Regions from separate parts of the Hordeum vulgare genome. Here regions 1 and 2 are each linked to region 3. Evidence: chromatin contacts called from public Hi-C data. All regions are on one chromosome and are shown on one strand. Each heading gives the region's core, a stretch centred on a gene start, on an enhancer-like site or on the middle of the called end of the contact. The rest is flanking DNA. Distances are from core to core; before and after follow the strand shown.

Region 1 (3,196 bases), core at 351-2,850, 270 kb before region 3:
AGTAGGCAGAGACCGACGCTGCTGCTATTTAGCTGTAGCGTGAGCCAGAGCCGCGCTACTGCTAAATATTAATTGTACATATATTACCTGAGCTAATAACAAGGATTTTTCTAATAATGCATTGGTGCCGGCGGGTGTCGTCTTACACAAAACACCGGATATTCGGCATGTGGGAAGAGGTGGGCATATTCCAAGTAGTAACGTGAAGAGAACCAATTATCTTAACACCAACACATGGTCGCATGTGAAACGCTGAATTTTATACTAACACTTGAGAACACTTGGCAGCAAACGAATTTGGACGATTTCCAGCTTTTGCATCTTGTCCGTCCGCCCGGAGAAGATTTATATCATCAAGATCGTATGTTTTGATCGTCATGATATGTATGCCGATGTAGGCCCTGTTTGATAACGAAGAATTTTCGTAGTATTTTTAGAATACTGCAGTCTTGGAGATTATCATAGTTTTATTTACAGTGAGGTGTTTGGTTGCCTCTAAGAATTGTGATTTTAAAACTGCAATATTAGAAAAACTGTGGTTTTTTCTCTGCATAAAAAAAGAACCCCAGACCTCTTTTTAAAAAACAGAGAAGGCAGCTAGCTAGCTAGCTACGAATGCATGCACCATCAACGGCTAGCTGGTAAATTTTATAGTAATATGTGGCGTAATCAAACGGTTTCTCTATATTGTGAATACTGCAAAAAATATTGTTATATTAAAACCATGGTATTTTCTATCTACACGTAAAATTACTGCAGTTTTTAATACTTTAGTTTTTTTACTACTTTGTTATCAAACAGGGCCGTAATCTCGGTTGTAAAATATCACTACGAGATACGGTTCTTGATTTCATCAATGAAATCTCCGGGTATGAATATCAGAGATAGGAACAGGTAGGATTCGTACGTCCCGTTTGACCGAGGTTGATCATAGGCGCGGTCTTTACCATTAATTTGCGGTTGACAAGTCGTCGAGGTCTCGCCGTTTCCAGGGTAGCTCACGCGTCAAGTCGCCGTCCCTACCCATAGAAACCAAACGTGCGCGCAACGAAGTCTATCTAGCTAATTCACCGGCGACGACCCGGGCTGATCTTTGCCCAGCCACCAAATTAAGTTCCTAACTCTTTGAACAAGCTGTCTTTAATTAATCCTATTCCTATCTAGTATCTATGCAGTTGGATCGAAATTAAGACAGAGGACGTACCATCCTTGCATGAAGGAAGGCCCGCTGTTCTGCTGCTGCTGCTGCTGCTGGGGCGGGTAGCCCTGTTGAGGTGGGTAGCCCTGCTGGCCGTATCCGGCCGGCGGGTAGCCCTGCTGCGGCGGCGGGTAGCCGGCCGGAGGGTACCCTTGCGGCGGGTAACCTGGAGAATTGAAGGTTCACGCACCACGCAAGGTCAATTCCGTTGAACCGTCGGGGAAAAGGTAGAAGGAGAGGTTGATGGAATGGAAGGAGGCTGACATACCTTGCTGCGGCGGGGCGCCGACGGGCGCCTGCTGCTGGCCGTAGTAGCTCATCTCCTTCCGGCGGGGGGGGGGGGGGGGGGGGGGGGGGGGGGGGGGGGGGGGGTTGGTTCTGGTTGGTCTCTCGCGCTGTGCAGGGCTACGGGTTGCTGCCTAGGCCGAGTGGTTTTATAAAACGCGGGGGGAACATGACTGACCTGGCTGGCGGGGCCATCTAGCCTCGAGCGTTCGGGGTGGACTTGTCGCTGGCCGTGTACGTACCTGCCTGGCTGGTGGCTGCTGAGACTGTAAACGACGACCACGACTAAGTTAGGTGACAACACACATAACAAACGAGCTTTTTTTCTTTCTTGAGTGTACATAAACGAGCTTTTTTTAGGTAATAAACGAGCTACTATATACTTCGAATAGTTTTTTCCAACTAAAATTATTTAGCTATGAAAAAATATGTATGGATTTGCTCATAAGATCCGGATTTTCTTGGTAGTGGTACCTATCAATTTCTTTTTAAACGAGGCACCTAACAAACTTATTACCGCCGGTCACGTTTGCTTCTGGAGCTCAACAGATAAATGGAGTTTCGGTGACAGAGTTGACCTAGCACAGTTGATTTGACGAGCGTTACTCACCTGTTTTGGGAGTTTCTTTTTAGCTTCTTGATGGAGCTGCATATTAAATCGCAAAAACAAGAAGAAGCACGCATCGATCGTGCCGAGGGATGCGCATGTTGCTGGCAGGTTTGACCGAGCAACGGTAATTGTTTTCTTCTTCTTTTTGGCGGGCACGGAGCACAGTAATTGATTTTTTTTTTTACTAATAACAGAGTAGGAGGGATTATTCAAGAACCTCAATAGCCAGCGAACGTTTCCTAGGAGAGTGATATTCGTTTTTATGACAAATTATTTCATTACAGGACAATTTCTTCAGAAACATATGCCAAATTCTGCAAACAAAGGATTTTATTGTGAAATGTGTCGTGTTCGCTTGAATCAATTGTTAGGTTCATGCAAAATGCATGGAATGCAATCCCGTGGAATAACGTGGTGCACGTAGGATTAAGACTGATGATATGGGTTCACGTTTTTTATCAGGATTTTTCGCTGCTAGATTGTGTTGGTGTTCGGCCTTCATGGTCTTATCTATGTAAGACTTGGTCGTAATGGTTTTTATTTGTGTAAGACAGTATGTATGGACGTAAAACTCTTGTTATTCAGCTTTTATATATTTGGTGAGCGTTGAACACGTGCATTCGGTGATCACGACTTATGAGTCCGGATCCCCACAGCCATGGACTCGTAGCTCTCTGGTGAACTACTCACACATCATCATAGAGGCAGTAAGGTTGATGTAGAAAGCCTCCGTGATCAATTCTCCTCCGACAGGGTACCAAAAAAGGTCTTAAAATGGGATCACGACGAAACAAAGACTTGCGACGGCGAAATCAGGTGAGGAGGTGCCACGAGGGGCCCGCGAGCTCATGTGGCGCGCCCTACCTCCTTGGGCGCCCCCAGACTCGTCGCCACCTCGTGGCTCCTCAGGTCTTCTCCCGAGGTTCCCTGGATCTTTTTTGATCCAGAAAAATTCATCGTATTTGGACTCTGTTTGGTATTGATTTTCTGTAAAAGTCAAAAATACGCAAAAACGAGAACTGACACTAGGCACTAGATTAATAGGTTAGTTTCCAAAAATAAAATAAAATAACATGTTATTGCATATAAAGTATCCGAGATTG
Region 2 (3,090 bases), core at 19-2,518, 490 kb before region 3:
GTTGGGATGCAAAAATTTAGGACAGCCAGAGGGTATTGCCTGGAATTGGAACTCCTGTACAGTTCATTAACAAGTTTGGTTACCTTTGGCATGTCGACGGGTCTGCCATTTACATAGAAGAATTGTCTATCTCCTGAATTGCGGCCGGTGCCTGGTCCAGGCTTGGAAAGAAAACCTTCTACCTGGCAGCCTTCAGAGAGGGCCAGGTTGAAGGGCTCCAGGCATTTTAAAGTGTTCAAGCCAAAGACCGTAACGATATTGTCCTTCAGCGAACTGCTTCCTTGAGTTTTAACCACCACCATTTTAGAATTCTTGCCAACAGTATTTGTGCAAAGTAATCTGACCCCTTTGGCAATTAAGGCATAAGCCTAAAGCAGGTAAGACCAGACAATTAGTAATGGGACATTATAACAACAGGAGAAAAGAAGTTTGAGCATCTATCGTAATAAAACAGGATGTAAAAATAAATACAGAAAGCAAGATGTGAAACTCACATGTAGCAAGGAGATCACTTTCCCGTACTCCTTCTTGATATTCCTGCTAAACTCCTTGCCCCGAACCGGCAAGGTGGAGAAGAGTTTCTCGATGGTTACGGTGGTCCCGACTTGCCGTGCAATCTTCCTCTCACTGCTGACCACACCCGAATGCTCAAACTCCAAATGTGTGCCGACCAACTCATCTTTAGTCCTTGTCTCGACCGTCAGTTTCCCCAATGCACAGAGGGAGCTCAACGCCTCCCCCCGGAACCCGAAGGTGACCACGGAGTTGAGATCGGAGAAATCCGATATCTTGGACGTGTGATGCTTTAGAGCAAGCGCCTAACAAGGTGACGGCACGACGGCATGGCACGGTCAGCAACCAATGACAGGCCGGAGAAACGACAAAAGATGCAGAGATTAGGAATGAGGGGTTGCGTTTGTGCGTGCCTGGAAATTGCTGGGCGAGATGCCGCTGCCGTTATCGGCGACCTTGAACCACTCCTCACCGTAGGCCTTGAGGCCGACCTCGACGGTGGTGGCGCCGGCGTCGAGGCTGTTCTCCACGAGCTCCTTCACTGCGGACGAGAGGTCGAAGATGACTTGGCCGGAGCAAATCCGGTGCACCGCTGATTTGCCGATAGGCTTTATCGCCGGCGAGGCTCCTCCCATCCCCACTAAACCAGTAAGCCCTACCGGCTACCGCAGCTCGACCTCCAGTCGAGGCCACGAGGGTTTCGTTCCTCCCTCTCTCTCTCCCTCCTCCTCGTTTTTTTTTTCCTTCAAGAAATCTCCCCTCCTCGCTTCTGCTGCGCGTTATAGGCAGAGACGGGCTGGGCCATACCACCACAGCCGTCCGTCTGCCTCTCAGTTGGGCCTATGTGTGGGCTTCACGTGAACTCCTTGCCGCTCGCCGCGGCAGAATGCCGAGCAAATGCACGCACATAGCGAAGGCAGCTGCGTTCCTTCCGACCGCAAGCGTTCACTCTAGCTAGGGTTTCGTTCTCTCGATGGCGATCTCGTCACCGTTGAGTCGGAAAACTTTATTCCTTTCCTTCGATCGGATGAGGGCTTCGTTTCCTTTTCGGTTACGAACTCCTCTATTGGGGTCGGCCTGGGTTAGTTTTTCCCATCTTCATATACCCGGTTACGATAGATCGGGTTATGTTTTGCTGAACTATGGTTGCGAAAAGAAAAGGGGGCCTGGCTGCGGCCGGCAGCTCTTTTATCGCATCGGAGATTGAGGAAGTGATGGCGGAGCTTGGTCTTCAGGAAGCCGACATGGATGACGTGGTGGTGGACAAGTCCGAGGTGCTGCGGGATGCTGCTCTATGGCGTGCGGTGACGCGAGTCCACATTGATAAACCTTACACCTAGGGATGGTTTTTCAGAAACATGCGTGCGGCATGGAGCCTTGCGCACCCGGTCAACTTCAAGCCGCTGGAGGAGAACCTGTATACACTTCAACTCCATTGCGTGGGCAATTGGGAGCGAGTCATGCAGGAAGGACCTTGAAAGTTTCGTGGTAATGCAGTCATAATCACCCCATATGATGGTGTAACTCGACCATTTAAGGTTAAGCTTGATAGCTTGGACATATGGATCTAGATTCATGATGTCTTGAGCCTCTATGCACACCTGGTACCCACCTTAGCCTCAAAGATGGGAGAAGTTCTGTTCTCAGAGCGTGCATCCTTTGATTTCACGGGAAACTTTTACCGTGTCTAGGTCCGAATCAACGTCCACAAACCGCTGAAGAACGTTGTGTCTTTGATCAGAGACTCGAATAGACAAATCTACAGGGTGAAATACGAGCGTCTTCCAGATTGGTGCGCTGTCTGTGGGCACCTGGATCATGTGTTTAAAGAGCATGGTAATGGGATTCACCCAAAAACTGCATTAGTCTTCAAGGATCTCCGAGCATCTTGGGCCATGCGTGAGGATCAAGGGCCAAGAGGTTTATGTCGTCGTTTTCTCACGACAGATGTCATGGGGTGGCTAATCGTACGTGGTTGGGACCGAAAGGACGCCGACGGGCTCCGGAAACAGGATTGGAAACGAGCGGTGCGAGACACATGAAGTACCCAGGTTCGTGGCCCTCCCTGGGAGGTAACATCCCTAGTCCTGCTTGAGTTGGTTGATGATCCGGCTGGGGATACCATAAGCTCCTGGAGTTGTATGCTGGAGGAAGAAGGAGCTGGGAGCTGTCTTTTCCCCTCGTATGTGTGTGTGAGTGTGTGATCGGCCGACCCCTGCATGGGGGTGCCAGGGGGTTTACAGGCCAACCCCCTGGCTTACAATAGGAATAGAAGGTACTGGGTGGGACCCGACTGGCGGCCTCTGGAGCCGGCCAGGGGTCCCACCGGCTAGAGAAGTCTTGTCTCAAGTGGGGTCCCACCAGCTGCAAGGTCCTGCGTGGCGCTGGGGGCCCACCGGTCGGGCATCGCCATTCGTGCGTGCTCGTTATGCAGTGGCGTGCGCCGCATTATGCGCGTCGCTTTGCGTAGCCGGCTTCGGTCATCATACGGCCGACTGCACTGTTGCCCACGCCGGGTTAGGTAATGGAGTGGGCTGGGGCGCGCTCATCACTATGCCGTCTCGACTGGTCGCAATC
Region 3 (3,059 bases), core at 1-2,500:
TACCTTTCTCTGAGGCCAATGAAGGAAAGTGATTTTTATTGCTTTCAAAATATTTGAGAAAATTTACAGAAATTCAGTGGACATATATATTCCATATATAAGAGTTTCAGCACATGGTCATGTTCACAATTCAAAACCCTTCGTGCCTATTTCAAGATTTTGAAATGCTTCTATAAGAAATATTCTTAATAAATTCCTGTAAAATTCTAGCATGTCACATATGATATATGTGATGATCTTGCCAAGTTTCATCTCAATCCAAGTTGATTTGATTCACTTAATTATTCTAAAACCCTATCTGTCCAGATCCAAATTTGAGCAACTCTACATTGCCAAGTGTCTCCATTTGTGCTCAAATTTGATGGACATGTTCTAATACTCCAATAATGAATCCACACCAAGTGGTGCATAAAGGAGAATAGAAGAACTTGTCCCAAACCCCTCAAGACCTTCTGTGGTGATTTCTAACTTTGGAAAACTTTACATTACACTACTAGGAAAAGGACTATATATAATATAGACACTGATGGCGCACCAGACAAGTAGTGCGCCACTACTATATAGCAGTGGCGCACCATGTGCAGGAGCGCCATTAGTGTGATGGACACTAATGGCGCACCACACACTCGGTGCGCCACTACTAACAAACTTTTTTTTCTTCCAAAAGTACTAATGGCGCACCGGGGCAGAGTGTGCCATTACTAGTTTAACTAGTAATGGCGCACCACTCACCTAGTGCGCCACTACTATAATTTTTTTTGCAAAACTACTAATGACGCACCACCAGCTGGTGCGCGATTAGTAACCAGGGTTACTAATGGGGCACCTCTCTAGGATGCCCGCAAAAGCAAAACCCCCGCGCCAGCGAGCGGCGAGCCCCTCCCCCGCGGCGATGACGCGGGCGGGGAGAAGAGGGGGCTGACTCTTATGGGGAACAAGATCACGCGGACGACGCAGGTGTCGGCGACGGAGTACTACCTGCACGACCTTCCCTCCACCTACAACCTCGTGCTGCTCGACCCCGTCGGCCGCGGCCGCTTCCTCAAGTCCGTCGTGTGCAAGCACGATGAGGGCCTCCTCCTCGTCAAGGTCTACTTCAAGCGTGCCGGGGAGCCCCTCGACCTCAAGGTAAACGCTAGCCGCCGCATCCACATCCGCACATCCCCTTCCCCCTTCGCTTTGGGCGGACCATGAGGAGATCTGCCTGTCGCCTCGCAGGACCATGAGTGGTGGGGAGGATGCCACCTCTCCTGACCTCCTCGTCGACAAGGTCAACCTCCCATTCAAATGCAGGTGCTCCCCCTCCGTGCCCTCTCTCTCTTCCCTGACTCTCGTGCTGGATCGAGTGGCGGTTCGAGGCGAAGATGGCGGATCTCGGGCGAATGGCGGAGGAGGCCGGTGACACGGACCAACGGAGGGGAATGGAAAAAGGCGAGAGGTGTCTTGTGGCAGCGAAGGAGAGGACGACGGTGGGGAGTGATGATCCAGGCGGCGGCCCTGCTCGACAAGATCCTCGCGTTCGCGTCAAGGGAGCCATGTGCTTCTTCTCGGGACGCCGATGCCACGTAGCTCGTCAAGGTGCCCCCTCGTCCCTCTTATCCTCCATGCATTTGTCCCTCTATTGGATTTGTTCCTCTGATTTGTGTTCGGTTTCGGGCAGCTCCTTCTCTACTGCGGGAGGATTGATTGGGTTGGATTGGTTTCTACTTGCTTTTGTTCTCTGTTTGAGAACCTGAGATGCAGCCCTCCAAATCTTCGGCCCTAGGATATAAGGAGGTTTGGTTTTGCTTCTACTCTACATTAACTGTTGTTACCTGCACTTTGCCACTCATTGATGCTTCTTCGTTTATTTTTTATGCATGTGTGATGTCGGTGATAGGAGAGCAAGTTCCTCAAGTTCATGAGGAATCCCCTCTCAACTTGTTAGCACAGGTGTCTCCGACTCTTGTGAGTTGCCGCTGTAGATGATATGGTCGACATCCTTGCTACTGGCTCCTAATTTTTTTGTGATGAACAGATGGTTTAGATTTAGTGTGTATATCTTAGATGTTATATTGGTTTGGAAATTAACTTGTTACCTTTGTCTAACTTAATGTCAAGCTAAACCTGATGCAGATGTCCATGTCTTTGCAAATGATGTCAGTAGGAAGTTTGTGTGTGTGCTTTCTTCATAGTGTAAATCTGTTGGAGCTAGCTCTGAGGTTATTTGTTTGTTTGTGAGGAAATCAAAGCGGCAAAGCATTGTACTGCAGGTGTTGCCATCAAGATATCTCGTGGACGAGTTATACTCCTCGGTGCTCATGTAAAACTAACTTATTTTTCTCTCTACAGCTGTATAATATAGAACGGTTGAGCTTAACATCTCGCTGCTAATATTTTCAAATATATTGCACCCCATGCACAACCCATGCACCCATCCTATTTGATATGTCGAGGCTGGATGTTTTATCTACACTTTCTCTTCTTAGTGGTGAAATGGTGATCCATTAGAAGCAAACCTGGCCGATAAGCTAAAGGAAGTTCAGGTAAATGCTTTACTTTAGTTCCTGCACTTGAATTTAACTGCTATCTAACTTTACCTTGGCAATACCGAGCAACAAATCAGTATCTTATGTTATTCTCCAAGGAATTTCTACAGCTTGGTGTTTTCTTGGAATCGTGTTCCTGTCTGGCTATTATTTGTTCTGGTCAATTTAGTCATTGATCTTCCATTTCCCAAAAATTATTGGAATTTTCATATCCTATTGGCCTCAACACAAAGATGTTGAATCTTAAAATTGTTTGCCTACCAGGATTTTTTTGAATATTTATTAAGATGATTCTGAAGCTAATGGATAATGAGTAAATACTCTATTCTTGAATATTATACAGAAATCAACTTGGTTGTGCTCATGTGGATTATTTATTTCCAACAATGCCATCAAACCTTTGCTGCACCTTTGTTTGGTTTCTCTAAGGTGAGAGAACCTCTCTACGTTTGTATGCTGATTTGGTAATGGAATTCGAGCCTCATTTACTGCACCTCTGGTTTGTCTATTTTTCATGGAATGCCACTCTCA

What was found. Hi-C and Micro-C count contacts between places; a contact is called where the count stands out from the background.
Region 1: a contact with region 3 is called in a Hi-C map of seedling, with 5 times the contacts expected there. The contact joins the promoter of LOC123404300 here to the promoter of LOC123404120 in region 3. A contact is called at or near these places in 1 of 6 Hi-C or Micro-C datasets (seedling) and 1 of 1 datasets of contacts at active chromatin or transcription factors (embryo).
Region 2: a Hi-C map of seedling shows a contact between it and region 3, with 3 times the contacts expected there. The contact joins the promoter of LOC123401073 here to the promoter of LOC123404120 in region 3. A contact is called at or near these places in 2 of 6 Hi-C or Micro-C datasets (leaf and seedling) and 1 of 1 datasets of contacts at active chromatin or transcription factors (embryo).

The regions. Positions count from the first base shown.
Region 1 is chr6H:323,169,077-323,172,272 of MorexV3_pseudomolecules_assembly, forward strand. LOC123404300 (cysteine-rich and transmembrane domain-containing protein WIH2-like) reads right to left here and starts at 1,601. Exons shown (of 3, transcript XM_045098225.1): 1 at 1,467-1,601; 2 at 1,205-1,364. The coding sequence starts at 1,518.
Region 2 is chr6H:322,946,517-322,949,606 of MorexV3_pseudomolecules_assembly, forward strand. LOC123401073 (DNA mismatch repair protein PMS1) reads right to left here and starts at 1,269. Exons shown (of 12, transcript XM_045094789.1): 1 at 927-1,269; 2 at 495-818; 3 at 1-368. The coding sequence starts at 1,148.
Region 3 is chr6H:323,434,880-323,437,938 of MorexV3_pseudomolecules_assembly, forward strand. LOC123404120 reads left to right here and starts at 1,251. Exons shown (of 6, transcript XR_006611658.1): 1 at 1,251-1,578; 2 at 1,661-2,525; 3 at 2,872-2,957.